2 separate regions of the Sus scrofa genome follow, and region 2 is linked to region 1. The links are chromatin contacts, called in public HiChIP or PLAC-seq maps. All regions are on one chromosome and are shown on one strand. The core of a region is the stretch at or near the end of the contact, and the rest is flanking DNA. Distances in the headings are between cores, read along the strand shown. Region 1 holds the start of RWDD2A (RWD domain-containing protein 2A). Region 2 holds the start of DOPEY1 (protein dopey-1).

Region 1 (7,082 bases), core at 3,731-6,230:
GAGTTGTGTAAATATTTTTTATTCTGTATTCTTTAAGCCTATCTGTTGCTACTTTGGCTAAGTTAATTATAGAAACCCCTCTGTGAGTGGCGTAGGCACATGTCAAGTGCATGGCACATATTACTGTCTCATGTCAAAGGGAAGAGAGTTAATGGAGTTTCATCTGTTTGGGGCCTAAAAACTTGTAAATGTTAATTATACTTATTGATGGCCTTGGGGAGATAATATGGGATGTTAACGCCTATATATGTTCAGTCCTGGTAAAGACTGAGAAATGAGTCTTTGGCAGCACAAATCCTATTTCTTCCCCTTGTATATAGGAAGAGTGAGGCCCCAGCCAAGTGCAGAGCTAGGGTTCAAATATGAATGGGCAAGCTGGAAGAGCTGGCGAGGCATGGCCATGGAAAGAACCTTGGTTTGAGAGTCTGAATTGTGCCCAGAAAGGAAACTCACTCTGGTGAGCTATGAGTGCAGGTGGGACAGAGTGAGCCCCTTCCCAGGCTTTGTGGGCAGGAATGTCAGCTTAATACAGGGTCTGCTGTTCATCATGTCCCAGCCCTGCCAAGGACATGTGTCTGCATCCTAGACACAGAGTAAAACCAGATACCAAAAAGTACTGTTTCACCAAGGATTCTGTAAGCTCCACCAGCAACCACAGCAATTTTGGCATCAAACATCATCACGAGATGGGGAGGTGGGGCGTCCCCGCCATGGCACTGAATCTCAGCACATGGCTTTGGCGTCTTGAGGGGACCAGGCCATCAGTGTGGCGCCTGGGACCCAGCAGAATGAAATGCTTCCCAGACAGGGCAGTAGTAGGGAATGAGAGCCGAGGAAGCTGAGGGAGGCAGCTGGCAAAGTTCCCTAATGCAGATGAGACTCCTGGATTTTCCAGGGGAGGGGCAGCCACTTTGTAGTGAAAAGGTTTGGCAAGAGCTACTTAAATATGGGTTATTTTCATTAAGATAAACTCATTTTGAAGAAGGCTGGTGAAGCTTGTGGAGCTTGGTATTTTTCAGAAGGGATGGCAGTGATGTCACCAAAATGCAGGGCCTGACTTTTGTTCCCCAGGAAGGTGGCAGTGCAGAGCCATCCACACTGGTCCTCTCCCAATGCTCTTGCCATGGAGAACCATGCCTGCCAGCGCAGGACAAAGGCTGCCACTCACACTGCCGGGCCAGAGAGCTGCAACGTTGCACAGGGGGAGTAGTGAGGCGTAGTTGCTTGCAGGTCAAATATCAAGATTTGGCTGACCAGAGGCCAGAGCTTGCCCAGTGGAGAACTGAACTAACAATACTGGTATCGCTCTTCTTAGTACCATTAATCAACTGATGTAAATAACACACGACATGGTATCCCTGTCTTATTCCTGTGACTTCATGGCTCTCCATTCCTCACAGTTAAGATCTGCTTTTACTAAAAGAAAAGAGAAAAATAAAATAGGGGGTTTAAGTTAAAGGAAGAAAGGTAATAAACATGTGCTCGCTCTTTGTTCTCATTTTAAACTTGAGAATCCTTCTCCGAAAATGAAAGAAGATGTGGGGGTGTCATCTGCAGGCCGGCATCAGAGAAAGGAGAAATGTTATTCGTATTTGAGCTGAGAGTGGCAGTCTGACTCCTGCCATTGAACCGGGCTTTGGATTCCTTTGTAATCAATCAGCTTCAGTGGTTAAACTGACTGGCTTTTATTACTTAACAGTTAAACAGTTTTCAGTTCACATGAGGACACAGAAGTAACATCACAACTGCACTGTTATAAAGCTAAAAGGCCTATGTGTTTCATTACCAGGGAAAAATGCTGAAGCGAGGTTTCCCACAGCTGATGCTACAGGGCCACTGGTCCTTTAATTTTGGTCTTCTTAACAGAAATACTCACTTGGTGAGATTACAAGCATAGGCCTCTGAATGGCTTCCTAGGAGTCTGAACTTTTGCTTTCAATCCCAAATAATATTTGGAAAACATGCTCGCTTTTGTGTTTCTTGAGAAATTCTAAGAACTGGCCCAGATTCATGTGATAGTCATTCCTTAGTCCATAGTCCCCATGAGCCTCGAGGAGTAATTCTTCAAAAGAATGGAAAAGGCGCAGCTCCTCCCCGTTACCCTCTGTCTCCATGCTCTCAGCGTGCTTACAGGAGATGTGTTTCCAGTTGGGGTATCTAATTGTGTGCCAGAACTCCTCGCAGTGCTCTTTGAAGCCCTCCACGCAGATTATACCAGGCTTTCCGGTCATGCAAAATCCCGTCACCTCTAGCCTTTTCCCAACATCCAAAATCTTCTTCCTTAGGTCCTGCTGATATATGTGGTGACTGTAGATCCACATTCGGAGGAAGGTGTTCTTGACTGGCTTGGCTTGTGTAGACGGTTCATAAACGAGCTTTCTGTTCAGGAAGTAGGAGGCACTGTTGTCTTGTAACCACTGGATGGCTGCACACACACAGAGCTCCCCTGGGTCAAAGGTCCCTATGTGAGAAGTGAGACCTTTGTTGAGAAGCAGCTGCTGTTGTCTGTCAAGTTCAGATGACCGTCCAAACAGCTGCAGTGCTGCATAGGGGTAGCTGTGAGGCATGGTTACTTGCAAGTCAATTTTCACCTTAAAATGAAAATCAAATAGATTTCAGTACTGTAAGATCACATATGCTAGTTTATCAATGGCCACTGCATGATTTTGATAAAGGTAATAGATAGTGCTACTATTACGTGTCGGCTATGTTCCAGACACTGCACACTTTTACATACATAAATTCCTTTTATGCATTCATTCATTCATACCAATATGCATCAAATACCTACCATGTGTCAGGTACCCTATGCCGAAATAAAGACATGAAGAAGCTAGACACTATTTCTGCCCTTCACGACGTCTAGAGCTTAGTGATGGAGACAGACATTCACCAAGTGTTTCATCTCAACAATGAGAAGCATTGCCATGATCAAGTGCAGGGGTCCACAGCAATGTGTAACTAGAGGGACTGCATTATAACTGAAGGCTGAATAGGAAGTAGCTAGCACAGTAGGTCTCAAATGCCTGTCCCCTTGGTACCTGTGCTATGCTATCCACTTATCTACTGCTGGAGATAAATGGATCAGAATATGAAGGTAAATTCATTTTCAGACTGTAAATTTCCTTTCTATATTTGCTTTTGGTGTCATGGGGCCTCCCCAAAAATAGTCATTCACTCCTGAAAAGCCAGTTTTGCTAAAGGTAACATTTAGATTTGTGATATATATACAAAACGATCCACATTACAATAGTTGGGTTGGTTAAAAAAAAAAAAACTGGATGAGTGAACAGAATAATAATGGCAGTGTAAGATTGCAAGCTGTGTTTAGGAAAAACATGAAGCATATTTGTTTAAAAGGTGTGTATGTGTATGCAAAATTCAAAATCTTTATTGAAGACAATTTACAGGGCATCCCATATTTTGCTTTCAAACAAGTAAAGGAATAATCCAAGACAAAGCCATCTGGAATATCCTCTATGTGCTTCTTGGACAGGACGCGCTCCTTCCAAGTGTTTCCAATAAAAACTGGGCACCTGGCAACAATTAACACAACTCAGGGCACCTACCTTGGGCTCCTCGATCTGGAGTGTAATCACAAATTCGATTTTTGGTGGCAGTGCCTCCCTTGTGCCCTCCAAATATCTCTTTATATTTGTCAGGGCATTTACATCTTCAAGTTTTACTTCTCCTTGGTTAGGAAACATAGAAAACAACATTTCCATCTCCAGCAGCTGAAGTTGAAGGCATTCTTTCATTGAAGCGGACATGTTGACTCAAAATCAACCTGTCAGGAAAACTGGAAAGGCCCAGAGACACCAGCTTTGTCAACGTCCAGCGGTGCCCAGCGAAATTTCCCGCAGCTCCCTTTCCTCAGAAACAGCTTTTCAGGGGCGCTATTACTCACCGAGAGCTAGGGGCACAAACCGAGACACTTAACATTTTTCTGCTTTAACTCCTGACCCCCAAATCTAGTAAGCACAGCACCCCCCAAGACACTTCGTTAAAAATCGGATTCCCAGTTCCTTTTACCCCAACCCCTGCTTCCGATCTGGTTCCGGGAATCTGGACGTTCAACAAGTGTTTCGAATTATTCCTTTGCAGGTGGTTAGTAAACACCACCTGCAGACGCTCCACAAGCCCAAATTCTGGGAAAGGCAAGGGGCCCAGATTGCGAAGCCCACCCACTCAGGTCTCAGGCTTGCGCGGAGTTGGCCGCGGCAAGGAAGGCCCGCAGGGCCGACGGAGCAGAGCTCTGGGTTCCCCGGCTCCGGGGTCTCGAGGGCCCCGTTGCTCTCCACTGACAGTTGAGGCCCTTGGGCCCTAGCGCCGCAGACCCCTCCTACGTAGGCCTTTCCGCCTCTCCCGGGAGCTGTACTGGCCCGGGGCGGCATCCCAGGAGTCTGGACGGTTTGGATCCACCTGGCCTCAGCCGCGAGGGGTCCAGCTTAGTGGGAAGGGTCTTACAGGTAAATAAATAAAATGACGTTTCGTGCGAGCGGGAGCGGGAGCGGGAGCGGGAGCAGGAGCGGGAGCGGGAGCGGGGCGGGGGGGGGGTGGCGATGGTAAGGGGGTGGCGAGAAGGCTTCCCGTAATCAAACGTTTGGGAGATGAATCTCAAGAAGCAAGGGGATGGGGGGCGTGAAGGAGGCAGAGTGGCGCTCACTGGGGCCGGGACCACCTCGTTGGGGGCCCCAAAAGGGGCTGGTATCCTCCATCCAGGACCACTTAGAACCCCGGCTTCCCAGGAAAGCTGGGCCTGCCACCCTCTGAGACCCAAATTTGGAGTCAGGGGCTGCGTAGTTGCGGATAGCTCTGAAGGCCCGAGACCCTCGGCCCCAATCCCCGGGCCACCGCGGGGGCCTCACCCTTCCTGGTCATTCAAAGGCAACAGCCCCAAGCCCTCTCAGAACGCGGATCCGCAGTTCCGCAGGCGCGAGCCGCGCGTGACTGGCATGGAGGGGGGCGGGGCCAGCGGACCCTCCCCCGCCGTGATTGGCTGAGGGGCGGGGCGACGGGCCGGAAGCCACGCAGGGCCACGTCTGCTGGTGCGGAGCGCCGCAGTCTGATTCCCAGCGCCGCGGCGGGGGAGGTGGTCCGCGTGGTGGAGGTGAGGGGGCGTCTCTCTGCAGAGGTGAGCTGGGCCGGAGGCTCGGCGGCGGCGGGAAGGAGACACTCTGGTCTGCCTGGGTTGGGTAGACGGACAGGATGGTGGGCAGGCAGGCGGACTGGCTCGCGGACGGCGCGGGACACACCTACTCACCGCTGCGGCTCGGGAGCAGGCTGGTGGCGCCGGCCCGAGGGTAGCGAACTGGGGCAGGGGGCTCGTCCCCCTCCAAGGCGGAGTCTCAGAGCTGACTCGGAAAAGTGGGGGCGAGAGGAGAGGGGAACTAAACTCGTATTGAAGTTTGGATGGAAAAATTGAATGAGGGGGGCAGTTCTCAGATTTTCTTAGAGTGGAAACAGTTTGGATTTGAAAATACTTTTTTTAAAGCCTTCGAATGGTCTTTGAAAGTAGTTTTAGGACCTGAAACGCTTTAAAGGGTGGAAACATTTTATCTTGACTTAAAAAAAAAAAAAAAAAAAAGGACTTTCTGGCTGAAAAGGGACTGGTTTACGCCCTTTTGAATAAACATGATACATTACTGACTAACTGGTCAGTTTTGAATAAAACGTTTTCAGGCTTGTGAAGTAGATTTAATGACTCTGGGTCAAAATTAACTTCCTGAATGCCAGCTTTTTCCAAACTGGACAAAAGCAAACATTTTCACCATTTCCTTTAGCTTTTGTTTATCCAAATAGTAGTGAAGGGAAGTAAAGAAAACAAGATAGTTAGGCTGATGGCTATGGGGACTGTTGTTCATCCCTGAACTAACTGGTAATGGGGCAGGTCCAGGAAGTGGATAGTACATACAGCTGAGGTTGGAAGCCCCAAGTTCCACCTAAAACCTGAGTATCCCAGAGAAGAAAGTAGTAGTGGGCTAAGGGCTGATGTTATTTATTTATTTACTTATTTATTTATTGTCTTTTTAAGGCTGCACCCACCTCATATAGCAGTTCCCAAGCTAGGGGTCAAATTGGAGTTACAGCTGCGGGCCTCCGCCACAGCCACAGCTGCTCAGGATCTGAGCTGCATCTGCGACCTACACCCCAGCTCACAGCAACGCTGGATCCTTAACCCGATGTTTGATTTTCAAAATTAAAGTGGGAGTTCCCTGGTGTCATTCATCAGGTTAAGGACCTGGTGATGTCCCTGCCGTGGCCTTGGTTGGATCCCTGGCCTGGGAAATTCCTCATGGCGTGGGGGTGGCCAAAAAAATTAAACTAAATTAAAGGTAAAAGGAAGGTGTTGCTGGTTTCAGAGCTTAATTTAGAAGGGTGTCTCCATCCTCCCTTATGAAAATACAAAAATCCACTGCAAGGTGTATCAGGAGGTAGGGCAGTCTTGGAGAGGAGACTTTGCCCTTTGCTTTTCCTTTGGGAATAGGTCTCTGTAGCCTGGGAGAAATAGCAGAAGTACACAGATTTCCCAGGTACTTCGTCTGCTCTGCGGTCCCAGCCCACTTGAGAATGTGACCTTAGGTGTCTGTCAGCAGCTCCTCATGTAAAATTTAAATTGTTTAACTGAGACCCAGGATTAAGTTTTCCTATTTGTAAGAGGAGATGATCCCTGATCTTGTAGGAATCTCTGAATCTAGTTAAGGAATCTTCGCTTTAGTTGGGAATGGACCATTTTAAGTTTGCCTAGGGCCCGGGAATTGTTGGGGACGATGTGATTTCTGTTCTCAAGTGGATGATCCAGGTAATGCTAACCCCCCTGGATTTTTTCTACCATTCTTTTCTCTCAAACATAGAGAGAAAACATAGAGCCTCTCCTCTTTGGGGAGGCTCAGAATGAATCAGATCTCTCAGTTTGGGGTGCAAGGTTTTTGTTTGTTTGTTTTTTTGTTTGTTTTTTTGTTTACTTTTTACAGCCCCACCTATGACATGAACGTTCTGGGCTAGGGGTTGAATTGGAGCTGCATCTGAGGCCACAGCCACAGCAACACCTCATTCTTAACCCACTAAGGGAGGCCAGGGAT
Region 2 (7,033 bases), core at 3,212-5,711, 130 kb after region 1:
TCCCCACTTTTTTTTTTTTTGGGCCGCACCTGCAGCATATGGAGGTTCCCAGGCTAGGGGTCCGATCAGAGCTACAGCTGCCTTCCTACACCACAGCCTCAGCAATAGCAGATCCGAGTCGTGTCTGCGACCTCCCTCACAGCTCACAGCAACGTTGAATCCTTAACCCACTGAGCGAGGCCAGGGATCGAGCCAGAAACTTCATGGTTCCTAGTCAGATTCGTTTCCGATGAGCCACTGCCGATAACTCCATCTCCCAAATTGTGACCACCAGTTGGATGTGAGATGCTTTTATGGAGCCTAGGGACAGGGCTAAGTGACAATGAATCAAGTGAGGAAGTTATTCCCCTTCATTCTCTTTTTTTCTGTTTTTTTTTTTTTTTTTGGCTATGCCTGAGGCATGGGGAAGTTCTGGGACCAGGGTGCTAACCTGCTCCCCAACAATGACCCAAGCCACAGCAGTGACAATGGCAGATCCTTAACTGCTGGGCCACCAGGGAACTCCTCCTTCATTCTCTTTCAATTCCTCCAACTATATGGGACTTCTCAGATCCAGAACATTATTCGTCTCAGGGCCAGAACACTAGCAACACTCCTGTAATACTTGCTACTCTCCCTCAGAAACAAAGACCAGAAAGCCTCAGGTTTAGAGTCTTCAGCAGGCAACAGTTTCTAGAATTTATCACTGTTCCATTTTCATTGTTTCATCTTTACAGCTACCTTCGGTTTATAGTAAGTGATACTTGCTTTTTATTTACGGTAGATATTTCAAGTTTCCTTTAAAAGCTATGTTAGTAATTACATGGACAAATATGAAGAAAGTATCGAGGAAGTATGCAAATATGGCCCAAATTCTGAAGATGCTATAAGGATGATTTAGTCAAGTTTGAGGAATACCACACATCCATTAGGTCAGCAAATGAGCATGCCACTGGTTTTACCACCATGGAATACAGAAAAGAATGTTCAAAAAAACGTAAACAGGAAAGTCAAAAAAGAAGGTAATTACTTCAAAATAAGATAATCAATAAAGGATTCACAGACAACATGGCATTTGAGCTAGGATTTAATAGATATGATTTGGATATGCAGGGACAAGGAGAGCATTCAAAGAGAACAGAATCCTAACAATACAGGACTGAGTGTTGACAGGCTCTAAAGCCTGGTTGTAGTGGTGGTGACATGGGTGTGCATATAAGGTACACAAAATAAGTGCACACTGTTACATGTAAATTTCCCCCTGGGGTAAATGTTAGATGGTATCTTTGACCCATGCAATGAAAAGTCATTGAGGTTTTAGGCTTGGATGGCTGGTGGGTGCGGGGAGGAGGGGGTAGGTGAACACAAGAAAGAAAAAGAAAACACAAATTCAAAGACAAAGGTGTCAAAAGTATTGGCTTTCACACAACAAATGTTCAATAAAAACTGTTAGCTGTTACACAAAAATGGCAGGTCCATCTTTCTACTTAAGAGTTTCACTTCAGGGAGAAAACTTAACTGAATTAAGGTTTAGCTATTAAAATTAAATGTACTGTTCCCTTCAAACAAAGAAGCACTTTAACAGTGCCCACCCCTAACGAGGTAACAAAGACTAGAAAGACAGAGCCACACTGATTGTGTGATGGTGACAATGATTTGAGATTGCTTACAAACAGGATCTAAGTGTCGAATACCATTTAGAAATAACTGCTTTATAATTCACATATAACCCTTAACTCATTTCAGTGACCTAAGCTCTTAAAATCAGTTATCAATTATTGAAGTACCTTTCAAGTGGTTTTTATCACATTTCATAGTTTAAGAATTCATGACTAGAAAGGCGAATCATTCATAAAAACAATGCCATTATCAAGAAGTCTTTACCTGGAACTTTATAATGCCATTCTTAATAAAATCATAAAATCAATAGCTTGACCATAAAATTAAATTTCAAACATGACTTAATTACAATTATAGAAAAGAGACTAGAAAAAGAGGAGCTCCCATAGTGGTTCAGTGGTTAATGAACCTGACTACTATCCATGAGGATGTGGGTTTGATCCCTGGCCTTGCTGAGTGGGTTAAGGATCCGATGTTGCTGTGAGCTGTGGTGTAGGCTGGCGGCTACAGCTTCAATTTGACCCCTAGCCTGGGAACCTCCATATGGCGTGGTTGAGACCCTTAAAAAAAGAGAGAGAGAAAGAGACTAGAAAAAGATACTCCTCTGCCATAAATTAAAGCATTAAGGCTCACAGAAACCTTTGTGAATCCTTAATACCTTACCAAGAAAAATATAAGCCTTTTGTTTTACCAGTGAGTTGCCACTAGATTTTCATGCTCCAGAAAGCTTAAACTGGAAGCCATCAAAGAACATAATTCAAGGAATTTTAGAGAGATGAAAGGGGACTCAGCTCAATTACAATTAATTTTCAAATAGGTATTCAATGTAATTATACCCTAGAAGATGTTAACATGTTGGCCATTAGAAAATTTGCTCTCTGGAAGCTTACAATCTGCAAGTTTACATGCATATTAACAGCAGTAAAGGTTTTAAGAAGTCTTATAGTTAAAAGCTAGCCAAAAGTTAAATCTAATGTAACCCAATGTGCCTCCAAATTATTGGCCATGAACACTCTTTTGAGGAAATAAGCCTACTAATGGATTCAGAACACTGTTCAAGGCAAACATCAGTTTGTAAATCTCTGATCTTAGGAAATTCTCTTCAATACATGACAAAACTGATGCCTAGAGAGATCACACCTGGTCAGCCAGATAAACCTCTCATTCCTAGGCCAGAGTTCCTTCCACTAGTTTAACTATTAAATAGGACGCCTTTGACTGTATATAGTCAAATTTTGAATTAACATTTACATTTAACATTTTGGCTATGGTGTCAAGTTTTCTGGTTTGTGTATTAGACGTTTTTAATTCTTCAAGTCGCTGGTTCTTAATAATCAGAAACACCTGGAGATCTGCTAATGTTAAGTAATTCTGGGAGTTTCTGTTATGGCTCAGTCTATCAAGAACCTGACATAGTGTCCGTGAGGATGCAGGTTCAATCCCCAGCCTCCATCAGTGGGTTAAGGGACATGCCTTGCCACAAGGGTATAGGTCACAGATGTGGCTTGGATCTGGTGTTGCCATGGCCGTGGCTTAGGCCTCAGCTGCAGCTCCGATTTGGTCCCTAGCCTGAGAACATCCATATGCCACAGGTGTGGCAGTAAAAAGAAAAAAAAAAAGTAATTCTGAGGAACGATTTACTTCAGAATGCTTGAAAGTGATCATTTTAAAATAAAGCATTTGTCTTACAAGTGGTTTTAATTTACTCTTGCTATAACTTCTGTCAGCTCAACTAAATCACTGTTATCAGGTGGAGTGATGCTTAGCACAAAAAAACAAAAAACAGCAAATATCCACAGTAAAATGCAAGATCTTATGTCTACATCAAGACAGGCAACAGCACTGAACTTGGAGAATTTTTGTCCTTCGATGCGTCATGACTTACGTATGGGGCAAACAGTTTGGTATCTTTTTTTGTAATTTCCCCCCCCCAATGTTTTGATTGCTTTAACTACGATCTCCAAATCAGATTTTTTCCAATCTTCATAGTTCTTAAACTTCATAGAACTCTAAGAAAGTCTAAGAATAACCAAAACAGTATTTACTTAGCTCAAAAAGTAGCCTTGTGCCACTTCGTCCCTTCCCTCAGGGTAAGTGAGAAGGATGGAGACCAAACAAGTGACTATTGTTATGTTGCAACTTCAAAAGGCTTGGGAATCAAAGGTGAGCTTAGTTAACAACTTCCTGGTGACTAATCGGACTTCCTCGATTAAACTTCTACACTCTTTTCCCACCTCCCACGGAACCTTAACGAGGGAGACCATTCGCGCGTCCTCTTAATATTAAAAGAACCCCCCAGATGGAAGAGACCGCGCGACGCCTCAATTCGCCCAACAAAGAAGGGACTCCGCGCGCTTTCCGCGCACAGGTGCGACGGCCACCCCAACCCCGCGCACCGCGCGGCCCCTGAGCAGGAGTCTCGGCCTGGCCACCCGACGCCCTGGCCCCGCCTCCGGCCGCCGGGCCCTGACCGCCGCTGCGCCCCCCGCCCGAGCTCGGCCGCGGGCCCCGCGTAGCTACCGCTCCCACGGCAACCGGAGGGCGTCCGGCCGGCTTCGCAGCTCCAGGCGGGGCCGGGGCGCCAAACCCCCGACACTACACCTGCCCGCCCGCGGGGCGTCCCGGCGGCTCCGGAACGAGCCGGGCCGAGGGGGCCACTAGGGGCGGCCGGCCGGCCTCGCGACCGCGCTGGGGGCGGGGACGCTGTTACCTTCCTCGGGCTCGACCGCTCCCTGCCGGCGCCGCTCTCCTGGCAACCGCGGCAGCGACACGGAGGCCGGGAGCCGGAGGGCCTAGTGACAGCTCCCAGCGTACACCGCGCCCGCGCCCACGCCGGCGTCGACGTCCGCGGCCCTTCGTCCCCGCCCCCGGTCGGTTCTTCGCCTCCCGGCGCTGGCTGTCGCCACAGCGCCCTCAGGCGGACTGTTGGGGAAGCGGCCCACTGCCGCCTATTGAGGGAGGGGGATGGAAGGGGAGGTAACAGGTATTTTCAGCCAGCCCGCGCCAATCCCAATTCCGCGTGATGCTAGGAATCGAAAACAGCTTTTTTTGCTTAACTAATTCTAAGCCCAGAGAAGTTAGAAGACTTTCGAAGTTAGGAGATAGATAGTTGTTATCATATTAGGAACTTATTTTGATTCTAGAACCCCAAATCATGTAGTTCCATGGAGGATTGCCTCCTTTCACCTAAAATGTCGGGTCAAAAAATCATAGATTTTTCTTGAGAATGTGTGACTAAATATAAAATATAACAATCCTTAAAAACAAACATCAATATGTACGGTATCCTGTGTTAAGAATGTTACATGTTTCAACATAATGTGGCAGCATTTAAATACCTAAAATCTTTGATGTTAATGGTGGGAGATATGCAGAGTTGACATTGTGGAGGGAAATAATCAATAAACTAATATATGACAGGGATAGAAAAGAGTTTTATTTAAGCCAAATTGAGGACTATAGCCTGGGAGACACAGACTGAAGATGTATTTGAATTGTGTTCCACCAGACTACAGAATGCTGGAGGCTTATAACAGCAAAAGACACAAAGTCACGTAAATTATTCGTCAAGAATTAAGATTAGAGCTGGCAGAAAGGAAGGGTCCTTGTTAAATAAGGATTGGTCCAGCTCTGAAATTGTATACTTATAAGGGGAGGCCTTGAGACTATAAGGTTGCAGCTGACAGCTGCTAGCAGATGTTGTTTTGAGAAAGGCTGAGGGTGTCCTTGAGTCTGAGTGATATAGTTTAGAAAATTCAGATTCTTAGTGATACAGGAATGTGTCTGAAGCCATATCCACGATGGCCACCTGGCTCCATTTGAATGCCTGAACCACAGTTATGCCATTGTTATTTTTTTAATGCATTATTTTCTTTATGGTTAAGGCAGATGTACAATGTTTATTTAATAGACCACGAATAGGCTCTATTGGTTAACCTTAAGTTCAGGTCAAATCATGTTTAAGCCAGAATGACTTCCCCGTATCTTACTATGGGAAAATTTCTTTCATCAAAACCATCACCCTGGGGTGTTTCCGTCATGGCTCAGTGGTAACACATCTGACAAGGAACCATGAGGTTGCAGGTTTGATCCTTGGCCTTGCTCAGTGGGTTAAGGATCCAGCGTTGCTGTGGGCTGTGGTGTAGGTGCAGACGTGGCAGAGATCCCAAGTTGCTGTGGCTCTGGCGCAGGCCAGCGCTTCAGCTCTGATTAGACCCCTACCTACCCTGGGAACCTCCACATGACTCAGATGTGGCCCTAGAAAAAAAGGCAAAAAAGACAAAAAAAAAAAAAAAAAAATCACCCTGGAGGGAGTTCCCTTTGTGGCTCAGCGGTTAATGAACCTGACTAGGATCCATGGTGATGCAGATTCGATCCCTGACCATGCTCAGTGGGTCAAGGATCCGGCGTTGCCTTGAGCTGTGGTATAGGTCGAAGACTCGGCTGTATCCCAAGTTGCTGTGGCATAGGCCAGCAGCTGTAGGTCTGATTCGACCCCTAGCCTGGGAGCTTCCATATGATCCAGATGCAGCCGTAACAAGCAAAAAACAAAACAAAACAAAACAACAAAAAAAAACCCATCGCCCTGGAGTTCCTATTGTGGCACAGTGGGTTAAGAATCCTACTGCCTGGGCTCAGGTTTGATCCCCGGCCCAATACAGTGGGTTAAAGAATCCAGGGTTGCCACTGCTGTGGGGTAGGTTGCAGCTGTGACTTGCATTCAATCCCTGGCTTGGTAACTTCCATATGCTGTGGGTGTAGCCCCCAAAAAACAAAGAAACAAAACAAAAAAACACTACCCTTCATCACCATTGTTGTGATGAAATACCAGTAAATTTAATTCTTTTAATTGGGTTGTTACCTCCATCCATGAATTTGAATTCTGATGGATGTAGGATTTTGTGAAACAAAATGAGCTTTAAAAACTCCATATAAATATTTTAGAAAAATTGTCTTAATCTAGTACCCCTCGAGGGACATGGCTTTATTTTCATTTGGAAATCTTTTTTTGTTTGTTGTTTTAGGGCTGCACTGGGCAGCATATGGAGGTTCCCAGGCTAGGGGTCAAATCAGAGCTGCAGCAACAGGGGATCTATGTGGTGTCTACCACCTACACCACAGCTCAGGGCAACACTAGATCCTTAACCCACTGAGCAAGGCCAGGAATTGAACCAGCATCCTCATGAATTCTAGTTGGGTTTGTTAACCACTGAGCCAGGACAGGAACTCCTAGAAAATCTTGAAATTAATATGTTTAGTGTGTGGTAATTACAACCTTAAAATGATAAAGTAGAACATCAATAAACATGATTTTTCCGCATACAAGTGAACATTGTTTTTCTTTTAAAGCCTCTTGCTCTAAAAAATATATTCGTATTATAATTCTACTGTAGCCTTATATTTTAATATTTTCCCATGATAACTATTTACTTTA

The links. HiChIP or PLAC-seq counts read pairs in DNA pulled down with a chosen protein or histone mark.
Region 2: an H3K27ac HiChIP or PLAC-seq map of skeletal muscle shows a contact between it and region 1. The contact joins the promoter of DOPEY1 here to the promoter of RWDD2A in region 1. A contact is called at or near these places in 1 of 5 promoter capture datasets (fetal liver), 6 of 47 Hi-C or Micro-C datasets (heart right ventricle, liver, psoas muscle and 2 more) and 2 of 2 datasets of contacts at active chromatin or transcription factors (alveolar macrophages and skeletal muscle).

Annotation. Positions count from the first base shown.
Region 1 is chr1:82,998,603-83,005,684 of Sscrofa11.1, forward strand. It overlaps RWDD2A (RWD domain-containing protein 2A), which reads right to left and starts at 4,981. Exons shown (of 3, transcript XM_013992798.2): 1 at 4,869-4,981; 2 at 3,570-3,913; 3 at 1-2,591. The coding sequence starts at 3,770. The coding sequence ends at 1,914. It overlaps PGM3 (phosphoacetylglucosamine mutase), which reads left to right and starts at 5,020. Exons shown (of 14, transcript XM_001924419.5): 1 at 5,020-5,134.
Region 2 is chr1:83,132,980-83,140,012 of Sscrofa11.1, forward strand. It overlaps DOPEY1 (protein dopey-1), which reads right to left and starts at 4,462. Exons shown (of 37, transcript XM_021091876.1): 1 at 4,310-4,462.